Linked DNA regions of Mus musculus: regions 2, 3 and 4 are each linked to region 1. Evidence: chromatin contacts called from public HiChIP or PLAC-seq, Micro-C and promoter capture Hi-C data. All regions are on one chromosome and are shown on one strand. Each heading gives the region's core, a stretch centred on a gene start, on an enhancer-like site or on the middle of the called end of the contact. The rest is flanking DNA. Distances are from core to core; before and after follow the strand shown.

Region 1 (5,056 bases), core at 642-3,141:
TCAGGTTCCTCGCCCCAATCCTCACTTTCAGAATCAGAGCTGGCTTCCAAGTCACTGGGGGCGCCTCCCAAAATATAATCTATCAGTTTGTTGCTACAAACTGGTCTGGTAGAAACAGGAAGGCTCTCTCCTCTATCTGAGAGGTCAGTTGCATTAGTGTGGTCCTCTTCACATTCTTTTTCCACGGGTAATTCACAAAACAGACTGCTTCCCTGGGGGCTCTGTGAAACTTCTTGAATCACCAATTCTGGTTTTTTCTCAGTGGGCTCCGGCCTGTCTGCAGCAGGGGACACCGCCTGTGCTGGGTTATCTGTGCAATGTTGTGGGTCCATCCGGAGAAGGTTATGTTCCTCCTCCAGGCTATGATAGCCATTATCTTGGTCAGGGGTGGGTAACTCTTGCCCTTTGTTAGCCTGGAGGAATTCTAGCCGTTTCATACGAAGGTGGTGGATTTCCGGCAGGCCTTCTGTAGAGAGAGGCGGACACCTTCTCCAGGCGGTTGCCGACATCTCTGCCCGCAACGGCTGAGGGTGACAACCATCTTCAGAAAGATAGCAGCTCTCTGGGGTTAGTGTTCGGAAACCCACAAACTGGCCACCTCCAGCGCTGCTCTGACAGCGCAGCCCTAACTGGGGAAGGTAGTCCAGGTAGGAAGGGTTCAGGAGATAGGAAACTACCTTGAAATTACCTAAGCTCTGAACGCTCAGAGGCCCAGAGGATGAAGAGTCAAGTTCTCGGTGGGAGACTAGACCAGCTTGAAGGCTACTGGGCAGCAACTCCACTCCCCACAGCTGCTGCTCCAGGAGGAAAGTGGGCGCTGCAGAGTCTAAAGCTCTTTCCTGGGCCTTGAGTTTTAACTCCAGGTCTGAGGACGAGCACTGCCACTGGAGTCCCTCCTCTAGCCAATCAAGAGAACTGACAACCAAGTCTTCCGAAGAGTCCAGCCGCAGTGAACTCAGAGACTTCTGCACCGTGGGAGCGGCAGATTCCTCCCGTCCTCTCAAAGCTCTCAGGGCGCTGTAACTTGCGGCAAAATCTAGCCATCTGGTAGGAATCAGGCCCCCGAAAAGCTGGCTCCAAAGCAGCAGCTTCTGGAATAGGCTAGGGAGCAGGGCAAGGAGCTGAGAAAGCAATTTGGTCCAGTACCTGGTCCGACGCTCGGGCAGAGCGGAGTTCCCGGGATTTTGTCGAGAGGAAGGCGGCGGGAACTCCGAAGAGCAGGCGTGCGATCGCCGAAGGAAGGGCAGCCGGAACCAGGAGCCCAGCCGAGGGCCAGGCCGCTTCCGGGCCCTGTGCGTTCCTGTCTCCATCTCCTTTCCTTGGCGGCTTCTCAGACAGGAGGAGGACAGAGCTCAGCGGCGTCAGCGCAGGCTGGATCCGAGGTCTACACAGTCTCCGCCTTGCCCAGCCACGGAGTGGGTACTGCAGTCCGATTCCCGCGCCGGCAGAGGAGGCCCAGAGAGCGGCGGCTTCCGCAACGAGTGCTGCACCGGACGGCCCAGAGGCCCGCGCAAGCGGTGGCGACCGCGGTTAGGTCCATCCCGGCTAGGGAAGGAGACGTCCTAGGCCGTGTGAGATCGCTCCACCATAGAGAAGACCCTCCCTCGCGCGGCGGCGACGGAGACGACGGCGGCGTTTCCGGTGGCCCGCACGGAGGCGCGAAACGCCAAGGCGGAAAGGGTGGCTGGGTGGCAGGCGAGGGCGCAAAGAAGCGAAGCTCAAAATGGCCGCAGCCGCACACCCGGAAGCTGCAGGGCGAGACGGAGGACCGAGGGCGTCTACTCCCTACCGCCCAGCGGCGCCTCACGTCATTCGCCGAACCCCCACCCTTGCCTCCCGAGAGGCGGACTTGCCTCACCCTCGTGCGTGGCCTCTGATTGGCCGCGTCTGTGGTCCCTGTCGGCTTCCTTACTCGGGGTAGAGCGGGGCTCGCACGCGGCGAGTTGCATCAGCCGGACCTAGGATGTACGCTTGCGCAGTCAGTTCATTCTGGTCTCCTAGGAGACTCCGCGCCCCACCCTCTAGGTCAAAGGGAATGGCTGGGGAGGTGAGTGGGTTTCAAGAGAACCCGAGAATTCTCCCGAGCCCTTTTTTATGGATCCGATTGCTAGGCAAATTATCCGCTTATCTGACACGTGTATCGGTCTTCTCCTATTAAGGGCGTAGGAAGACTGGAGTGAAACGATGTAGGCAGTGCTGTATAACCAACTCGCCTGGTGCTAAGACACACATCATCCCTAGTGAATCATAGTGAAACTGAATCACTCACACATTCCTGTCCCCTCTGCTTTAGGATTTCTAAGTCTCTAGCATTGCCTGTGATCTAATTTGGACATCTTTCAGGGTCCATTTGACAAAATACCCCTCAGAAAGAAAAACGCGGTGTTACTAGCAAGCTGAAGTCACAGGTGGGAAGATAACTGTTAACTAACTCAGAAACAGCGCGTTCAATTCACTTATTTCCTCAGTAACAAGAGCCACAGAGTAGAGCATCCGGCGAAGGATAACACATTGGTGACTTTTGTCCTCTGAAAAATATTGGCTGATTAATTTTAATTACTGTAATAAGGGGAGGATTTTGTTTGTTTGAAACAGATTTTACTATGAAGCTCAGGCTGGCCTCAAACTAACCACAATCTTTCTGCCTCGGCCTTCCAACCAAGTACTGGCTGATTTATCTCTTACTAGTTTGGTTTCTTTCTTCCTTTTTTATTTTTATTTTTTTCTTTTCTTACTTATCTATTTATTTGTTTATTTGAGGCCGGGTCTCTCTACAGAGCCCTGACTGTTTGGAACTGGCGATGTAGACCAGGCTGGCCTTGAACTTATTAGTTCTGTCTCTTCCTCTCCAGCAAAGAGATTAAAGGCATGCACCACCATGCCTGGTCTTTAGTTCACTTTCTTATTCTCATTTTAATCCACAATGCAAAGACCAAGTGGCTATCACAGAGCGTAGTGGTTACACTAAGGAGGAGAATCTTGCTGCCCTGGGGGAGGGTCAGCTGATCCTCATGACTTGTTGAGCAAGGAACAAGCTCTTTCTTCCCTGAAACCAAGAGTTTTTACTGTTTACGCCCCCACAACATCTTATTACTTGTGTCTGGCAGTAACTGGTTTCTTAATCCTAAAAGCTTTAGGAAAACGTAATTAGCAATGAGTCGTTTTTTTCATAGTAGCAGGAGGTCCGAGTATGCAAATAAGTTACTTCGGGCTTCAGTTCCTTTTGGGGTGAAGCCGAGAGGATCATCTAACCGCTGGGTGAGGGGCTGTATCCCCAGGCAGAGAGGGTAGGAACACAAACACTAGCTAATATTCTGCTCTCGTTCTTCTTTACAATCCTCCATTGTTTACCACTGCCTACAAAATAAAGAAAGGCTCTGTTCAGCCTGCGCTGCCCGAATGCTCTCCAGCCTTCGCTTCTGCGGCTCCTCCTCTGGAGCACAGGACTTGTCCTTCCTCCGAGCGTTAGAGGAAAGACCTCACCTTTTCTTGTGGTGTATACCTACTTACACTCCCAGTTTCAACTTGAAGGTCAAGGTCTGCTTGAGGCCTCAATGGCCCTACGGGTCAGAATCTGTTGCTCCTTTTCAAGGCTGATTCACGCCTTTTAGTGGCGTTTAACAATTTGCACCAGCCCTTCCTGTAAATGTACCCTCCAGTCCAGGCAGTAATGAAAGAACTGTACCAACGTTTCAATTTCCCAATGAGGAGGAACTGTTCTCTGTAGAAAGTTCCCCTAAGTTGGTTTTTAAATGACACATTAGAATCTCTGTGCGATTCCTTTTTAATTGTTTGTTTCGTTAGTTCAGAATTTCTTCCATTTGTGTAATATGTTTTTATCGTGTTCTCTTCCTGTGATCCTGAGCAGGTAATTATCGCTCAAGTCATGGTTCCAGTGCCTTTTTTGTCTCTTGTTTTTGCCTTGTTCTGAGACTCTGACCTCAGGTCTCATGCTAGTACCCCAAGCTCTTTCCCCACCTCCTCAACCCCTAGGTCAGAATGTCTTAAAAATTCTCCACAGTCTCTTTTCACCAAGACAGTTTTATGTGATCACAGGTAATGGTATACAAGACAAACATTTACTGATAATGACTCATAAATTTAGTTTAAAACAATTTTATATACCTATAGTTATACCATTTATTAAAGGCATAAGTAAATTTGTATACTAGTAAAATGAAGGGCTAGAAAGACAGCTCAGCAGTTAAAAGCACTGGATGCTCTTTTAGAGAACCTGGGTTCAATTCCCAACACCCACAGATTTACTCACAGCTGTCTGTAACTCCAGTTCCAGGGGATCCAAGGCCTTCTGGCCTCCTCTAGCATACATATGGTGGACAGTCATGCATGCAGACAAAACAAAACAAAACAAATACATATTATAAAATAAAAGAAAAACCTAATAAATGGATGTGACAAAATTTACATATGCTTGGCTAAATGTTTAATACTGTAAGATCCACAAGATTGTCTATTTATGAGTTTATTTATTTTTTTAGAGAAGCTTAAAGAGAATAAATTTATACATAAATACCGCAAGGATTAGCACACTTCATCTGATGAGATAAGTTTCTTTCCTAGTTAAGTAAATGATGGCAGGTGATTGATATTTTATAATCACCAATGCTTGGAAAGTCCTTCACATAAATACAGTAGAACAAAATGGCTGCAGTATGGCTAGGGGCTATTCCAGAAATTCTGTCTTGGTTCTAGGTCATAACGCATGACTTAGATGACTTGCTCCTTTGTTTGTTTGTCTATCATGGAACTCACTCTGTAGGCCAGGCTGGCCTCAGATTCACAAGGATTCTCCTGCCTCTGCCTCCACAGTGCTGGGATCAAAGGCGTGTACCGCCAAGCCCAGCCTCAATCAGTGACTTTTAGATTATACTTACATGGGTATTTTAAGTATATACTGTGTGAACTCAAACCATAGTGCACATGTGAAGGGCACGGGACAAAGTCTGTGAGACTTTGGCTCTCTCCGTTTACCAAGCGGGTCCTGGCTGCTAAACTCAGGTCATCAGGCTTGTAACAAGTTCTAGGCCATTTTCCT
Region 2 (5,056 bases), core at 1,190-3,689, 2.3 Mb before region 1:
CACACACACACACACACACACTTTAAAAAAACGTTTTATTGATTTCTTTGTGAATTTCACATCATGTACCCCAATTCCACTCATCTTCCCATCCCTTCATATCTGCCCTCCACTCTTGCAAACCCCTCCCCCCCAATAAAATAGAATAAAACAAAAAACAAACAAACAAAAAAAAGAAAACCCCAAATATCTAGTTGTGGGAACTGTAGTATGTCATAGTGTGTCACCCAGTACACCCTTTTGTCCACATATCTTTACTTGCAAATGTTCTTTGCAGAGAGTCCTTGGTCTGTTGCGAGGGCTCTGGGTTCTGCTACACTACCACTCCTGGATCCTCATGGGGACTCCTCTCAGATCTCCTGTTGTTGGTCTGTGTCGTGGAGATCCTGCAGCTCTGGATCTGCAGGACCAGCCCCTTTACATACTCTAGCAGATCATAGATGGGGTAGATGTTGGAATAGGCAAACTCAAAGCCCTGGATCTGGGCCTGGGTAGCTGAGTTGGTCAGCCCGCCCCTGCACCCCCAGGGTAAGCTCTCCAGTAGCTCAGCAGCACAGTCAGTAAGAGGCGGCCTCAACTCTTCTCTCAGATCCGCATGGATGTCTCACCGGTGCATTCGACACTGGGGCCAGCTCTACTGTGCTGCCCAGGCAAGGTGCAGGGCCCACTCTCCTAAGGTGAGGGGCAGGGCCAGCTCTCCCACCTACTGCAGGTAGAGAGGGGTCGGGTGGGGTAAGGGCATCTCTCCCTTGCCGGCCACAATCCACAGCAGACAAGGTGCAGGGCCTTCTGTGTTCATGTCCTCAGGGCTAGCTTACCCAGTCCCTTGCCCTCAGGGTCAGCTCTACTATGTTGCCCAGGCGAGGGGCAGGGCCAGCTCAGAATAGTGCCTCAGGCAGCAGTCCTGACCAGGGACATCTGCATGGCCTTTGGTGGTAAAACAGCCTGGGATATCAACACAGACCTGGTTGCCATAGGACCTCTAACCCAGACAGGTGGACCCCCGAAGCAGTATGGATCCAGATGTCCCACGGTATCAAGTGCAGCCATTCAGATTAGCATGTCTCCCCTCCCTCTGGCAGCATGCCTCTCAGATATCCACATGGTCTCTGGTAGCAGCCCAGACCACTGACATCCACTTTGCCTTTGATGCTAATTCAGGTGCCAGACATTGACACAGACTGCAACTCCAGCTGCAGCAGGACCAGGAACCCAGACATGGCCCTTGGGGGCAGCTGGAGCCAGGACCTCAGCATGGCCTCCTCATATCCCCCTATTCTTCACTGCCTTCAAGTCCCTAGTTCCACCTTTCTCCACAGTATATGAACCCTTCAGCTTGGTTTCCTCCTCCATCTCCACCACACTCCCCATCTTTCCCATCTCCCCATCACACATTCATCCATCGTAGTGGTAGCCACGGCAGGTGCTTGGGTGTCTTTCATCCGGCCTCCCCCAACACTTTTTAAAAAATTAAGTAATGCTATATATTTGCAGGATTCACTCATAGTAGTCACACTCATAGAATCACTCTAGAGCCATGTGTGGTGGCACATACCTGCAATCTCTGCAATGGGGGAGGTGAAAACAGAAAGATCAAGATAAGGGAGTTCAAGGCCAGTGTGGGCTACAGAGCAAGTTTGAGGCTAGTCTGGGCCACATATGACCTTGTCTCAAAACAAGATAACGACAAATAGGTAGATAATATTTTTTTTAAAAAAATCATTCTAGAAAAATGCTCCTTCGCCTGTAGGTAGTCTCCCCTGGACAGCCCTTTTTGACATTGGGTTCATCTAAGCTAAAAAGCTAGAAGACTGGATTTTTCTAAAGCAACCACTCCCCACTGCCAATTTCACTTCAGTTTTTCTGCGTGTCTCCTTTTCCCTGTCCGCTCCCCAGCATCTTAGGATCTCTAAAGCTAAACTGTAAACGGAGCCAACTGAATAACTGCTGTTTTTAGTTGAGGGGAGGGGTGTTAGTTTTAAAAAGATGCTATTCTGACCCCCTTCCTTAAGGCCCGACCTCTGTCCTAACTCATCTTAAATCTGGGCCTAGAATCATGCAGGTAGAGAGCGGTGATGGGCGAGGCGAGGGAGGGCATCTACAATCCCACTACAATCCACAGCAGACAAGGTGCAGGGCCTTCTGTGCTCACGCCCTCGGGATTAGCTTTCTTGCTCCCTTGCCATCAGGGCCTTGCCATCAAAGGTTACGCGCCTTTATTCCAAGCGCGTTTTCTAACAGCGCGTGCGACTTCAGGACTACAAACCGTTATGAGAATTCTGTGTGTGCATAGACGCCCAAAGCTTTCCTGGCCCGCGAATCGCGGTTCGGTTCCGGCAGCAGAAGGCGCTGTCTCCCGAGGCTGCGCTCTATCCCCGCCCCCCGCCCGCTCCCGCGTACTTAGGTGCGCAGGCGCGGCTTCGCGGATTGGCCGTACGCGGGAGCCGTCATTCGGTGGCGGGTCCCGGCCGCGGGGCTGGCGGGCTGAGGGGAGGAAAGATGGCGGCAGCGGCGGCAGCTGGTGCGGCTTCTGGGCTGCCGGGTCCAGTGGCACAGGGATTGAAGGAGGCGTTGGTGGATACCCTCACCGGAATCCTGTCCCCGGTGCAGGAGGTGCGGGCGGCTGCAGAGGAGCAGATTAAGGTGCTGGAGGTGACAGAGGGTGAGTGAGGCGGGACCGTCACGAGGATGGTTCGGACCAGGGCCGGCCGCACAGTCCGCTGACCGTAGGGATTTGGGGATCTTGAGCCAGCGGAGAGGTGGGCGTCAGGAGTGGATTAGGAAACGTGGGGGTGGGGGTGCCGCTGGTGGCTGGGAAAGTCCTAGAAGAAGGGTGGCGCGTCTGAAAGGAAAGGGTCGGGGGAGGTGGAGCCTTAGCGGGGATGGGGTGGGGGAAGACTTGAAAAGATAGATAGATAGTGGCGGGGTTCTGCCGAGGACAGAAATGAAGTTCGACGTGGTGCTGGCGGTGTCGCGCAATCTAGATGATCTCTGAGCCCAAGACAAGGTCTTTTTGCCGTTTTCTTCACCAGCTCTGTTGTAGTGGGATCAGGGAAGGGAGCTAGAGAAGAGCCAGAAGTAAGGCCCTTAAGGAGGCGGCCACCATCGAACAAGTTTCAGCATCAGAGTTTTAAATCTGGCTGGTTGTTCAGACACATCACGTTTTCCTAGAAATCAACTCAATCCGATGCATACGACGCTTCACTTTCCGACCATGCTTCCCGTTTGTTTTTTGTTTTTTAAAGACTTAATGGCAATTATTAAATTACTGTGCATTTCTATGTACAGGAACCGATCTTCCTTTGTTTTAGATTCTTTGTTCTCATCCTCCCGTTATGTTCTTTAACGTGTTAGAGAAGAAACTATTAGCTTGACGTTTTCTTTTAATTTCCTGTTTAGTGGGCTTTCAGCGGGCCTGTTTTCACAAAGAACAGAAAAAAGGGTCAAGTCTCCTTGGTCTTTATGTAAGAAACGTACCTGATTCGGAATTCCAGATCCTCGGAATCCCCAAGCTCAAGGGAATATTTCCACTGCTCCTTAAACTTAGGCTTCCTCAGAAATATGGGAGATTGTTTCCATATTTGACCAACCACCCTCAAAGCCTTGAGTTAATACTCCTGCAGGACTTTTTATTGAAAAGAAGTGGATGTGGTGGGGGAACCTCCCTTGAATTTAGTTTTTATATCCTCTAATATGACCAACTATTGAAGGCAAGTTTCCTTCTGTTGGGACTATTGGGATTTAATAGGTTAGAGACTATTTTGAAAGGCCAGGTGTAGTTTTATAACATTACCAGACTCTTAAGAGAGGGAACCGTGAATGGAAGAAAGCTATTGGAACGAAGCACATAACTAACTTGTCCTGAGGTTTCTAGGTCAAATTCCTTGACTTTACAGTTCATGCCTCTGCCTCCCTCGGTATAAAGAAAGAACGCTGATGGGCAGAAACCTTACTAAGTTTAACTTGTTACTTGCATTTAGTTGCTGGGCTGATGCAAACCGATCCTTAATTAAACCTCCCATGAATGATACCCAGTGTTTGAGCTAATCCCAAATGTATGGCTGTCACCTTAACTGTGAAAGGCCGGCTTATGTTTAGACTGTACAATAGTTCTAGTCTTACTCTGATTTCTTCTTCAACTCATAGCCAGATGCTATGGCCTCATCTAGGGCACAGCCACCTATACCGTCCTTGAGATCGTTTTGAAGTTCTTGTCACCTACTCTTGTTACCTTTTGGGATCTTGAAATCAAAAGTACAGAATTTCGATCTGATCACTGATGAGTAAATTGATAAAGGCCACCTCAGTTCTCCCTCCTGTCCCCATAACCTACTGATAATGTGTGAGTGGCCTGCTGAGAGGCAGGGGCAAGCTCTGATACAGTAACAGGAATGGCGGCTGGTAGTGAGGTATATGACTCAAGTACAGAATGTGGTTACAGAGGTGGATCAAGTCTGGAGTTGAATATAGTAATATTGGCTTTAAAATAGTCTTCAGTGGCTTTAAAATAGTCTTGTCCCCTTCTATACCTGTTTTTATTTAGAGGATAGTGGTTCATTCCTTAAGAGTCTTTTCCGGGAGGGGTCTTTAACAGTAATCTCTCCCATTGGGTCCTGAGCATCTCCAATTTTACATACTGGCTAACTCTGAGATACTTTCTAAAGGTTCGCTTCTAACAGCTTCTTTGGCTGTGGCCCTTCTTTACATGAAATGACAGCACCTGGTCTCCTAGGGGGAGTTCACGAGCTTCTTAGTCCTGGATGGTGAGGAAATTGTTTCTGTAATGAAAATGTTTCTTGAGCTCCTGCTCTTGCCCTGTCCCTAAGCACTGGGATCTAGGGGAGCCTGCAGACTTTGCATAGTTAGAGCCTCGTTGTCACTGAGTGTCACTCGGAGTCGTGTGGTAGCCAGCAGACAATTGTCCCCTTTTTCCTAAGAGGATTAGAGTTTGAGTTCGATTAGCAGAGTTTGTAAAAATTTAGTTCTGCCCACATAGGGTAAAAGTAAAAGTGTTTTTATTTATTAGCATGTTCTTGTAATTGTTTCATTTGTAGAC
Region 3 (5,056 bases), core at 1,126-3,625, 2.2 Mb before region 1:
GCATCCTGAGCCATCTCTCCAGTCCTTTGTTTGTTTGTTTGTTTGTTTGTTTGAAGCTAACCTCAAATATTAAAGCACTTCAAGTATCAGATTTCAATAAAATGTTCACATTTTGTGTGTTTACTTGAATACCATGGCAACATGGAACATGGAGGTCATAGAACATAGGTGCTGGTTCCTTCCTTCCACCCTGTGGGGTCTGAGGATTGAACTCACGTCAGCAGACTGCAAGCATCTTTACTCACTGAGCCATTTAGCCAGACTGTGTTGGATTTTTTCTTTTTTTCCTTCCTTCCTCCCTCCCTCCCTCCCTCCCTCCCTCCCTCCCTCCCTCCCTCCCTCCCTCCCTCCTTCCCTCCCTTCCTTCCTTTCCTCTTCCCTCCCTCTTTCTCTCTCTTTTTTCTATTTTCTTTTTTTTTCTTTTGCCCAGGATGGCCTGGACCATGCTCTGTAAGTGGGGATGAGTTTGAACGTGAGATCCTCGTCTCCCCATCTCTGCTGGGATTACAGGTGTGTACCGCACCCAGCTTCAGTTCAAAATTTTAGAGACATTTTGTTGCTAGTCTGTAGCTAGAAACATTTTGTTGCTATTCTGTAGCTCTATGGCTGGTTGACTCTTATTTCCAAAAATCTGAGCGGGGCAGTGGTGGTGCACGCCTTTAATCCCAGCACTTGGGAGGCAGAGGCAGGCAGATTTTTGAGTTCAAGGCCAGACTGGTCTACAGAGTAAGTTCCAGGACAGCAAGGGCTACACAGAGAAACCCTGTCTCGAAACACCCCCCCACCCAAAAAAAAGTCTGGAAAATATGTCATTTGTCACTGCAGTCTATTACTTATTACATTGGCTTTCCTATTAAATAAGTACCTATATTTAAAAAAATAATTAAAACATGAGTATTTTGTCTGAATTATCTGTGTATCATAAGTGGGCCTGGTGTCTGCAGAGGCCAGCAGAGGGTGTTAGATCCCCTGAAACTGGAGTAACAGACAATTGTGAGTTGCCATTTGTGCTGGGAATTGAACCCCAGTCCTCTAGAACAGTCAGGCTCTTGATTGCTATGCCATCTGTCTAGCCTCAAATATCTAGCTTTGTTTTGTTGTTGTTGTTGTTTTTTTTTTTGAGACAGGGTTTCTCTGTGTAGCCTTGGCTGTCCTGGAACTCACTCTGTAGACCAGGCTGGCCTCGAACTCAGAAATTTGCCTGCCTCTGCCTCCCAAGTGCTGGGAATAAAGGCGTCCGCCACCACGCCCGGCGTTGTTGTTGTTTTAAGGTGGAATGGAACAAGAACTCCCTTTATAGCTGGCAGTGACTGTGTTTTCCTGATAAGGCTGGTGAAACTTCATACTTTTAGCTTTTTCTTCTTTAACAAGGGAAGTCTGGAGTATCTCAGGATGGCTTTGAACTCTAAATGCAACTGAGGATATAACACTGAACTTCAATATGTGCCACCATAACCGTGTGTGTGTGTGTGTGTGTGTGTGTGTGTGTGTGTGTGTGTGTGTGTATGATGCTGGGGATCTGACTTACCAACTTAAGTATGACTATAGCCCTATTTTCAGTCTCTTTTCTCTGGGCTAAACATATCTCATGCTTTCTGGGTTATCCTTTGTGGGGAGGCATGGAAGAGGATCTGGCACCAACGACCCCCAAAATCAATGGTCTCAAATTGGCCATGGCTCCTGAAATGGTCCAATTGTCTCTATAAGATGAACACTTATTTTCGGGCTGCTAAATTGGCTCAGTGGGTAAAGTACTCGCTGTCAGCCCTGACAATTCCAGTTCTGTAGACTCTCCTTAGACCTCCATGCACCCACCAGATCCCGTACATACATCAATTAATAAAAATAATCTTTATTTTAAAAGTTATCTATTACATTCCAGACATTATGACTATATAGATCTGCTCTAAAAGAGCTACATATATTTATTAAAGATTCACTGTTCACGGCAAATTAAGTAGCACTATTAATAAATACCTGACAGCAAAAGCACTTTTTAAAAAATAGCGGCTGGATAGTGGTGACACACACCTTTAATCCAGCACTCGGGAGGCACAGGCTGGCTGATCTGAGTTTGAAGCCAGACTGGGCTACATAAGCGAGTTCCAGGGCAGAGAAACTCTGTCTCGAAAAAAAGGGCAATCAATGTTTATCCCAGGCCACGGGGCTGATCTGAACTCTGTCACTCAGTACTCCGAACCCCCGAACCTCCACGCCCTGGCCGGGGAGCCTCCACGCTCCGGGTCTACAAGGAGTCCGATTGCCATTGGCTGCGGCAGGAAGAGATGCTCCAATCCCCGTCCAGTAGCACGCCTCCGCCTGGGATCACTTCCGTCGCGGGGATCAATTTCCGCCCAGCGTGCCGTAGACTCTCGCGCGGGTTGGAGCCAAGATGGAGGAATACGCGAGAGAGCCGTGGTGAGTTGCCGCCGCCGCCCTTGTCCCTTAATTACCTCCTCCATCCGCCGTGGTCGGAGTCTGAGGTGCAAGCGGAGCTCCGCGCGGCTCGGCGCCGAGATCTGGGCAGCTGTGGGTAGTGTGGATGAGCGTGACAAAGGTGGCTTTTTAGCGCAGTGTGCCAGGACCCCAGCACCCCTGTGACCTTGTGGTGCATTGGGAGGAGGTCCGGTGCTGGGCTTGGTGGAGCTTTGGAACCTCCTCCCTATGGCAGGTGCTGTCGACTTTGTGCGGGGACAATAATGATCCCTTCTGCCTGCTGAGGCGACCTTGAACACGTCCCTAAGCCTCGCTCTGCTCAGTTTCTGCCTCGACGAAGGGAATGTAGATCTCCGAGTGCCATACCCGAGGCCTTATGCCTATGAGGACTAAGTGTCCCCACGATGAAGCATTTCAAATGAGTAGACCACAAATTTCACCCAACATCCAAGGGGGCTGGATGAGCTCCTTGTAGGCTGAAGCGGCCTTTCCTATGTGGAATTCCCGAAGAAAAAAGATATATCAGTATGTGGAAAATAGGAAGAGATGAGCTGCGTGTGTTCTCTGAAAAGCCATGAATAGACATAAATTCATTAAGTGTTTATTAAGTAAGGGCTGTATGCTTGGCTCAAGGTGTAAACAAGAGTAAATCAGGCATAGCTGTTTGCAGTAAATTAATGTAATAGCTGTCGAGTCTCAACAGTTGTTTGAATAAAGCCTCAGGTGTCACAAGCTAATAGATCTTGGTATTCTGGGTTTTTGTTTGTAATGAGCGTCAGGGTATTATCCTCAAATAGTGTGTCTGCCCAGGATTTTAAATTATTATTTGGTGGCACTCCCAAAAGTATGCTTCAGCCTTCTGTCCTCAGAGGAGGTTATCTCCATGTGTTGGGGTTGGATATGCAGGGTTTAGCTGGACTGTATAAATTGGTACTAGATGCCGTATAATGACACAGATTAGCAGGAGGGGTAATTTTGATACATTTGAGTTTTCCCCAGGTCAGGTGGCACAGGCCTCATGAGGTAGAAGCAGGAGAGCCAGCAAGTTTAAGGACAGCCTGGGCTCCATAGCAAGTTCTAGGGCAGCTGGGGTTAGACCTTGTGTCAGACATATTTTCATCAGAGTGCACTGTGCATGCTGGTAATCTCAGCACTTAGGTTCTAGGCTAGCCCAGGATACATAGCAAGGCCATGTCTTGATGTTTGATAAGTTACTGGACATTCCTTTTTTTTCTTGGTGTGTTCTGAGGCCAGCGCTGTCTGAAACAGTAGATGGTTTAATCATTGTCATAATACTTCTTTGTTGCTTTCTCGGAGTGCTTTAGGATCTATAAATAGAGTGGACAGAGTTTGCGGGGGGTTGGAGTACCAACTTTTGTGCTTAAGTTGGCTGTTCTAGTTATTTATTCCATCTGGGGCAGGCTACTTAACTTCTGTGTGAGCCTTCGTTCATTTGTAAAATACAGAGGAGATAGTCCCAGTCTTTTTATCAAGTTAGAAGATTATGAATTCTAAAGGGAAATTAGTCATTATTTAGATTCTAGTGAGCAATAATGGCAAGTTTAAAAGCATACTGTTGCCGGGCGGTGGTGGCGCACGCCTTTAATCCCAGCACTTGGGAGGCAGAGGCAGGCGGATTTCTGAGTTCAAGGCCAGCCTGGTCTACAGAGTGAGTTCCAGGACAACAGGACTACACAGAGAAACCCTGTCTCAAAAAAAAAAAAAAAAAAAAAACCCAAAATAAATAAATAAATAAAATATACTACTGTTATAGTGATGGACCAGGTGCTGGCTTACTATAGCGCTTGTCTTTTATAGGGAGGGACCATAGTTTGGGGGTTAAGATAGAGTTTTACCATGTAGCCTAGGCTGGTCTCTGTCTCTTTCTCCCAAGTACATATCTCTTGAGACTGTGTGACACACTGAGAAATTTCTTCTACTTCTAATGGACATACTACTTACAAACGACTTCTTGTTGTTGTTGCTAACTTTAGACTTCGTTGTAAAATTGTTTATAAGCCCAAGTAAACCTCTCTGTGCTTGCCCAGGCAGCATGTGTGTGGGAACCAGGATCAAGGAGTGGGTGAGGAGGCGGAGTCACTAACCTGGCCAAACAGATTCCAAAGGCCAGCATTGAGGTGCAGAGCTACTGTATTGCACAGCAGCCAGGGTTTTTATACAGCCTTTGGACTGATGGAGAGTTGACAGGAGCTCTGGAGTAGCCAACCATTCCATTGTCACTGGGGCGGTGCCAGGCTGACAGAGCCTGGGGGGACGTCTGTGAAGACAGGAAGCAGCCAGTGCCCTGTTTCGGGCCCATTCCCACTCATTTGCTAGGGTCTTCTGTTTTGTGTCACATGCTGTGCCAGTGGACGCTTGTACTCCAGAGCGGTGAAGCCTCCCTCACTTCCTCCACCCCATTGATAGACGACAGCATCTATACACAAGAACACTATAGAAACAACAGTTTTAATGTTTGTTTCACAGAATTCCTTTAGGTTAGAAACATGGTGGATGATGTGTGCCAGCAGTGCACTAGACTCCCAGCTTCTTATTTGGAAGGAGATGGTGGTAGAGAATTACAACTCTGCTGAGAGTTGCTTGAAACAGAATTTACCCT
Region 4 (5,056 bases), core at 671-3,170, 2.0 Mb before region 1:
AATTCCTCCTCTAGCTGCTTGGGGCTGGGAGGTTGGTGCTGTAGCGTCCAGCGTGTAAGGGGGTGTCCAGCCGTGCGCAGGAAGTGTAGGGTGACTTCCCGGGGTGTGTTCACTGAGCAGATGGGTTCAACCGTGCCCAGAGACTGTACATCCAGCATCAGAGCCACACTGGAGCCCCTTCTGCAAGCACAGCCAACCATTGCCCAGTGAGCATCTCAGAGCATCTGCCTCGCTTTCAAGCTCCTTGTGGGCTCTGTCTGGGGAGGATCTGCTGAGTCTTTGTCTTGACCTAGAGGCCCAGGGCACTCAAGGGTCAGGCCCCTACTGCGTTCCCCTTTTCCTTTATCAGATAAGAACAGAGCAGCCTGCAGCTCTTCTGCTCCTTCCTGCTGTCTCTCTCTCCTACTCTCAAGCCAACACAGAGGCTCCAATGCACACCCAACTCCACAGAGGCCCCTAGCTTTGTCCCAGAGACTGTTCATCACAACTTGAAACTTAGAGAGCAGACAGACCAGGGATGACGAGAAACTTGGTGCCTCTGCCATACAAGGAATGGGCGAGCAACCTTCAAATGAGCATTATTTGGTTTGGTTTTTCCAGGCCTTGTGGATTCAGTTGTTAGAACTGGACAGGAAAGAAGGAAGGGAAGGGACGGTGATCCAGGCCTAGGAAGATCCTCCCTGTGAAAGATCTCACCTCTCCTGCAGCCGCACATGCTTCTTGGCTGGAGCTTTGGTGGGTGGAGGCTGAGTCATGTCTGCCCCCAAAGACAAGGTCGGCAGCTGTGCTCTGGAGCGCCCCTCACAGGCCTGGACCATGCTGGGGTAGGTTGCTGGGCCCAAGGGAGGCTCATTCAGCCATGAGGCATGCCTGAAAGACAAGGTCCCGCGAAGGCCTCATTAGCTAGAAGAAGGCTTCTAGTCCAGGCCAGCCAGCTATTCCCTCAAGCAAGCGGCCCAACAGCTCTCTGTTGGGATGCAGGATAGAGGACAGTTAGGGGTTAGAGTAGAAGGAAGGTACTAGAGAGAATACAGGTATGGGGAAGATAGGAAGGAATCCAGAAGGAGGAAGAGAGAGGATACCCAAGTCCACAGGGCTCTAAGCTGGGGTCTGCATGAGGCCAACAGCCTGCTAACCACACAGAAGGAAAGGGAGAAAGCATACAGCTCTCTGAGTCTAGCCAGCTAGCAGGCTTCTCTATAATGAGAAATGGAGGCCTTGAGAAGCACTGGATCCAGTCAGGGATCCAGGCACGCTCCAACTTCTAGAAGGGTCTTCTCATTGTCGGCAGTTCCACTCCAAGATCAGTTGTGGCTCCTGGGGTCTCTGTCTAGGGCGGTAGCCCAGGGGTGTTTCCTCCCTCCTCCTTCCCATCCCCCAGTCTCCCGCCTCTGCAACCGTCACAGGAAATGGCCTCATCAAACCCTAGAGCGCCAGCGCATGGTGAGGCTACAGCTGGGGGTACAAGAGAGAGGGGGCATAGAGGTGATGAGGGCATCACCTTTTGGGGGCAGCCCCTGTCTCTCAGAGCTAAGGCATGGGTGACGTGGTGGTGGGGTTAGAGTCGCTAACCCATGGGGACAGAGCTTTGGGAGCAGTGTGGGCCCATGCAGGTGTGGCTGGGACAGTACTTGCCCACAACAGGAAGGGGCCTTTAGCCTCTCCTCTCCTGGCACTCTGTGTGGCTTCTTAGCCCTCCAGTCACAGGGACACCAGATATGTCACTTCTCATGCCCTGGCCAGGCATGGGAGCCCCAAACTCAATGCTTCTTCAACCCATCCTTGGAGCCCCCCATCCCACCCCAGGGCCATAGGATGTCTGTACTCACTTCAAGTACTTACTGAAGAAGCTATGTCCCCCAGGCTGCCTCTTGCCAGCTGTCTGTCAGTCCGTCTATCTTTGAGGACTGAGAGGTTTCAGGAAGCCAGCTTCCTCCCTCCGCCCCTCCTGGCTTCCACCCACGCACACCCAACTGCGGGCTGCCCTTCTGTGCCTGCCACAAGCTGCCACCAGGGGTCGGGTGCATCCTTCCTGTGCCCTCTAAGAGCAAGCGGCTGCTGTCCCGCCACCCTCACTGGATGCCAAGGCTCTGGGAAGCGGCGAGAGATGAGGCCTTCCCTGACCACCTCGGGCCTCCTCCTCTGGGTCCTCATCAAGTGCTGTCCCCCACCCCCACCTCTTCCTTGATAGCCATGGGGAACCTTCTGCTGCTCTTCTGGTTGTGACCTTGGCTAGAGACTTATTTCCACTTCTCAGCTTCTGCCCCTGTAAGCTTTGTTGCTTCAAAGCCTGGGAATTCAGGGCCAAACCCAGACCCCCAAACAGAGCAGATGTGTCACAGAGGTGCCATAGGGGGTGGCAGGGAAGAGGAGGCAGGAGTCCTTGCTCTGTACAGGAAGGAGAGGCCAGGGCTAGGCAGGAAAGCTTCTTTCCAACTCCCTGGCCCCTCAGCCTGCAGACATAGGCTTGTCACCAGAGAACAAGTATCAGAGCTTAACTGGAGAGGACTCTGGGGTGGCTTCCATAGCAGCCCCTCAGACTACCCCTCTGGGAGTGTCTTAGAACCCTGTATCTCCTCTGAAGACTTACAGATAGGTGAAGGCTGTGACCCTCACATCAGAGACTTCCCAGGTCCTCTTCACCAGGGGGCCACTTGGATGCTTGGGGTGTGGAAAGGGAGCAGTCCCCAAGTCTAGAACTCCACACACCCCCTACCCCCGCCTGGCTTTGCTAGGCCATTCGCTGGCCCTCAGCCCAACTGGTTCGTGGTTCATGCTTGCTTGCAAGACTCCTTCACTCTGTAATGTTCCCCAAAGCGTTCCTGGGCCCCACTGCTTGAATTCCACATCCTCTCTCTCTTCCTCCCACTTCTCCGATTCAACTGTCAAACGGGTGACACCGAAAAAGAGCTGCTGTGCAGTAAGCACAGGGATGGCACCTGAGGGGGGGGGAGGGGCTGCCCTTCTCTGGCCCACGGGGAGGAGGGGAGGACCAGGAAGAGCCTTTGAAGTCCTAGGGCTTGGGGCACCTGTCTTTGTTCTTGGCTGTAAGTCAGAGGGTGGTTCTCCCAGCCTCTCCATGGCTGGTTGGTTGGTTCTGGCTCCCTTTTCTCTGTGCCTGCTCTCCTGAGAGGACTAGGTGGGATTTCCTGAGGGGGAAGCTCAGTGGAGTTGGGAAGTGGTTGGCCCTGATGCCAGGATGAGATGACAGCAGCAGGAGCCTGGGAATCCCTGCACACCCGAGCACAGGGACAGGGAGACTGGGCTCTGCCTGGACCTCCCCACAGGAGCGTCTGCCCTGGCAGATAGTGGAGGGAGTGGGAGCAGAGTGGAAAGAGAGCCACCCGCCCTGGGGCCAGCTGTTGATTAGGATCAAGAAAAGGAAGTGAGGATACCACAGGGGCGGGGAGAAGGAAGTAGGCAAAGCCCTCCCCCACCGGTCTGCCTAGCATCCTCAGTTCACAGTGTTAGCCTGCTGGCTGTGAGCACACCTCTTGACCCTCACAGTGAGGACCCGGTGGGGTTCTAGAAGTTGGAAGATGAGCTCTTGGGTAAAGAGCAAAGGAGGCTGGGAGATGGGGAAGGAAGTTGGTGGGGCAAAAGGGTCAATCAAGGCAGGAAACAAGACTCTGAGGCTCTGTCCAGGTCTCTAGATGGCTTCTCACTTTCCTGCCTCTTCTATCTGTTCTTCCCATCCCTGGGGGGCGGTGGGTTGGGGGGATTGGTCTTTCTGACTGGGAATTAGGATCCAGTACTGTCCACTTTAGAGAATGTAAAGTCCTGTTTGGAAGCCTAGTGAGCAAGCAGACACTTAGTGGTCATGTGACCTTGGCCAAGTTCCCTGAGTCTCAGGTTCCCCACCAGCCTCCTCCTTCCCTCCCTCCCTCCCTCCCTCCCTCCCTCCCTCCCTCCCTCCCTCCCTCCCTCCCTCCCTCCCTCCCTCCCTCCCTCCCTCCCTCCCTCCCTCCCTCCCTCCCTTCTTGTCAGGAAGACAGAGCCCTGTGAAGTACTTTGTCCACAGCCCCAGCACTTGGAAAGTCTGGAACTGAGAGCTAGGGAGCCTCACCTGGTGGTGGAAGTGGAAGGGAGGCTGAGTCTGTCTGTCTGTCTGTCTAGGCTCTTCCTTCTTCCCCTTCCTTTTTCCAGTCAGCCATCATCTTTTTTTTTTTTTTTTTTTTTTTTTTGGGAAGTTCCACTCAGGCAGTGGAGAGAGTCTAGGAGTCACTCCCAGCAGCCCGGCATGGGCAAAGTTCCTCATTTCAAAATGCGCAGAGAATGGCGGTCATGCCTAGACCCTGGCCAGGGGTGGAGAGGAGCAAGACTCCCACCTGGAGCCTCACCTGTGGTCCTATGGCTAGCCTAAGATTTCTCCCTCCCTGCCTCTCTCCCCTTGATACCGGGCTTCTTCTCTCCACTTCCATCCCAGGGGCCAGGAGCCACAACTCCCATAGCTAGTGCTGCTGAAGTTCCCAGAAGTCCTTGTGCACTGCAGCTCTTGGGGAACCAGATAGCTGCCAGTCCCCAAAGGCTAAAGCTGTCACCCTGTAACATTCTGGGATGCTCTGGGTGGATACAGACAGGATGAGAAGTCCCAGGATGGGAGGTGGCTGTTCCTGACTGCCTCCATCCCCCTCAAATACTGAGGCAGCTCTTCCTTCTCATCCCTGCAAGCCTAGGCTTGTCCTTGGTAGTGTGGGGGAGACAGAGTTCACCAAGGAGGAGCCAGGAAGACACCCAAGGAGGCAGGGTGAAGCCGTGGCACAAAGGCCGAGGCACCCCAGCGTGCCCCAGGCTGTACCTCCGTGACAGCTGTCCCAGGTGCCCCTTCCTGACCCAGTTTTCCTCCTGCTATCTTTTTGGTGCCCGCAGGTGTTCGGACTTTCCCATACCCCTTGTCACTGGTGCAGAGGACCAATTGCACAGCTCAGCATGGAACTATGCTTACCTTTCCTAGAGTGCCAGGAAGTAGCCCCGCTGTACCCGCTGCTGGGCTCAGTGCCCCGGCACAATGACTTCAAGCTGAAGGGGATTCCCTCCCTTTCTCCCAAGTCCAGGG

Evidence for each region. Promoter capture Hi-C pulls out the DNA fragments that hold promoters and counts their contacts. A called contact is a pair of places that touch in the nucleus more often than the background predicts. HiChIP or PLAC-seq counts read pairs in DNA pulled down with a chosen protein or histone mark.
Region 2: a promoter capture Hi-C map of erythroid cells shows a contact between it and region 1, with 11 times the contacts expected there. The contact joins the promoter of Ipo9 here to the promoter of Ppp1r15b in region 1. A contact is called at or near these places in 2 of 39 promoter capture datasets (erythroid cells and liver).
Region 3: a contact with region 1 is called in an H3K27ac HiChIP or PLAC-seq map of thymic regulatory T cells, with 10 times the contacts expected there. The contact joins the promoter of Timm17a here to the promoter of Ppp1r15b in region 1. A contact is called at or near these places in 1 of 115 datasets of contacts at active chromatin or transcription factors (thymic regulatory T cells) and 1 of 9 other capture datasets (adipose tissue).
Region 4: a contact with region 1 is called in a Micro-C map of the G1E-ER4 cell line. The contact joins the promoter of Ptpn7 here to the promoter of Ppp1r15b in region 1. A contact is called at or near these places in 1 of 39 promoter capture datasets (pre-B cells), 1 of 484 Hi-C or Micro-C datasets (the G1E-ER4 cell line) and 2 of 115 datasets of contacts at active chromatin or transcription factors (fetal liver and microglia).

What each region holds. Positions count from the first base shown.
Region 1 is chr1:133,128,001-133,133,056 of GRCm38.p6, reverse strand. It overlaps Ppp1r15b (protein phosphatase 1, regulatory subunit 15B), which reads right to left and starts at 1,891. Exons shown (of 2, transcript NM_133819.3): 1 at 1-1,891. The coding sequence starts at 1,310.
Region 2 is chr1:135,427,874-135,432,929 of GRCm38.p6, reverse strand. It overlaps Ipo9 (importin 9), which reads left to right and starts at 2,439. Exons shown (of 24, transcript NM_153774.1): 1 at 2,439-2,662. The coding sequence starts at 2,500.
Region 3 is chr1:135,311,056-135,316,111 of GRCm38.p6, reverse strand. Timm17a (translocase of inner mitochondrial membrane 17a) reads left to right here and starts at 2,375. Exons shown (of 6, transcript NM_011590.2): 1 at 2,375-2,418. The coding sequence starts at 2,393.
Region 4 is chr1:135,129,564-135,134,619 of GRCm38.p6, reverse strand. Ptpn7 (protein tyrosine phosphatase, non-receptor type 7) reads right to left here and starts at 1,920. Exons shown (of 10, transcript NM_177081.4): 1 at 1,830-1,920; 2 at 697-870; 3 at 1-180. The coding sequence starts at 818. It also overlaps the pseudogene Ptprv.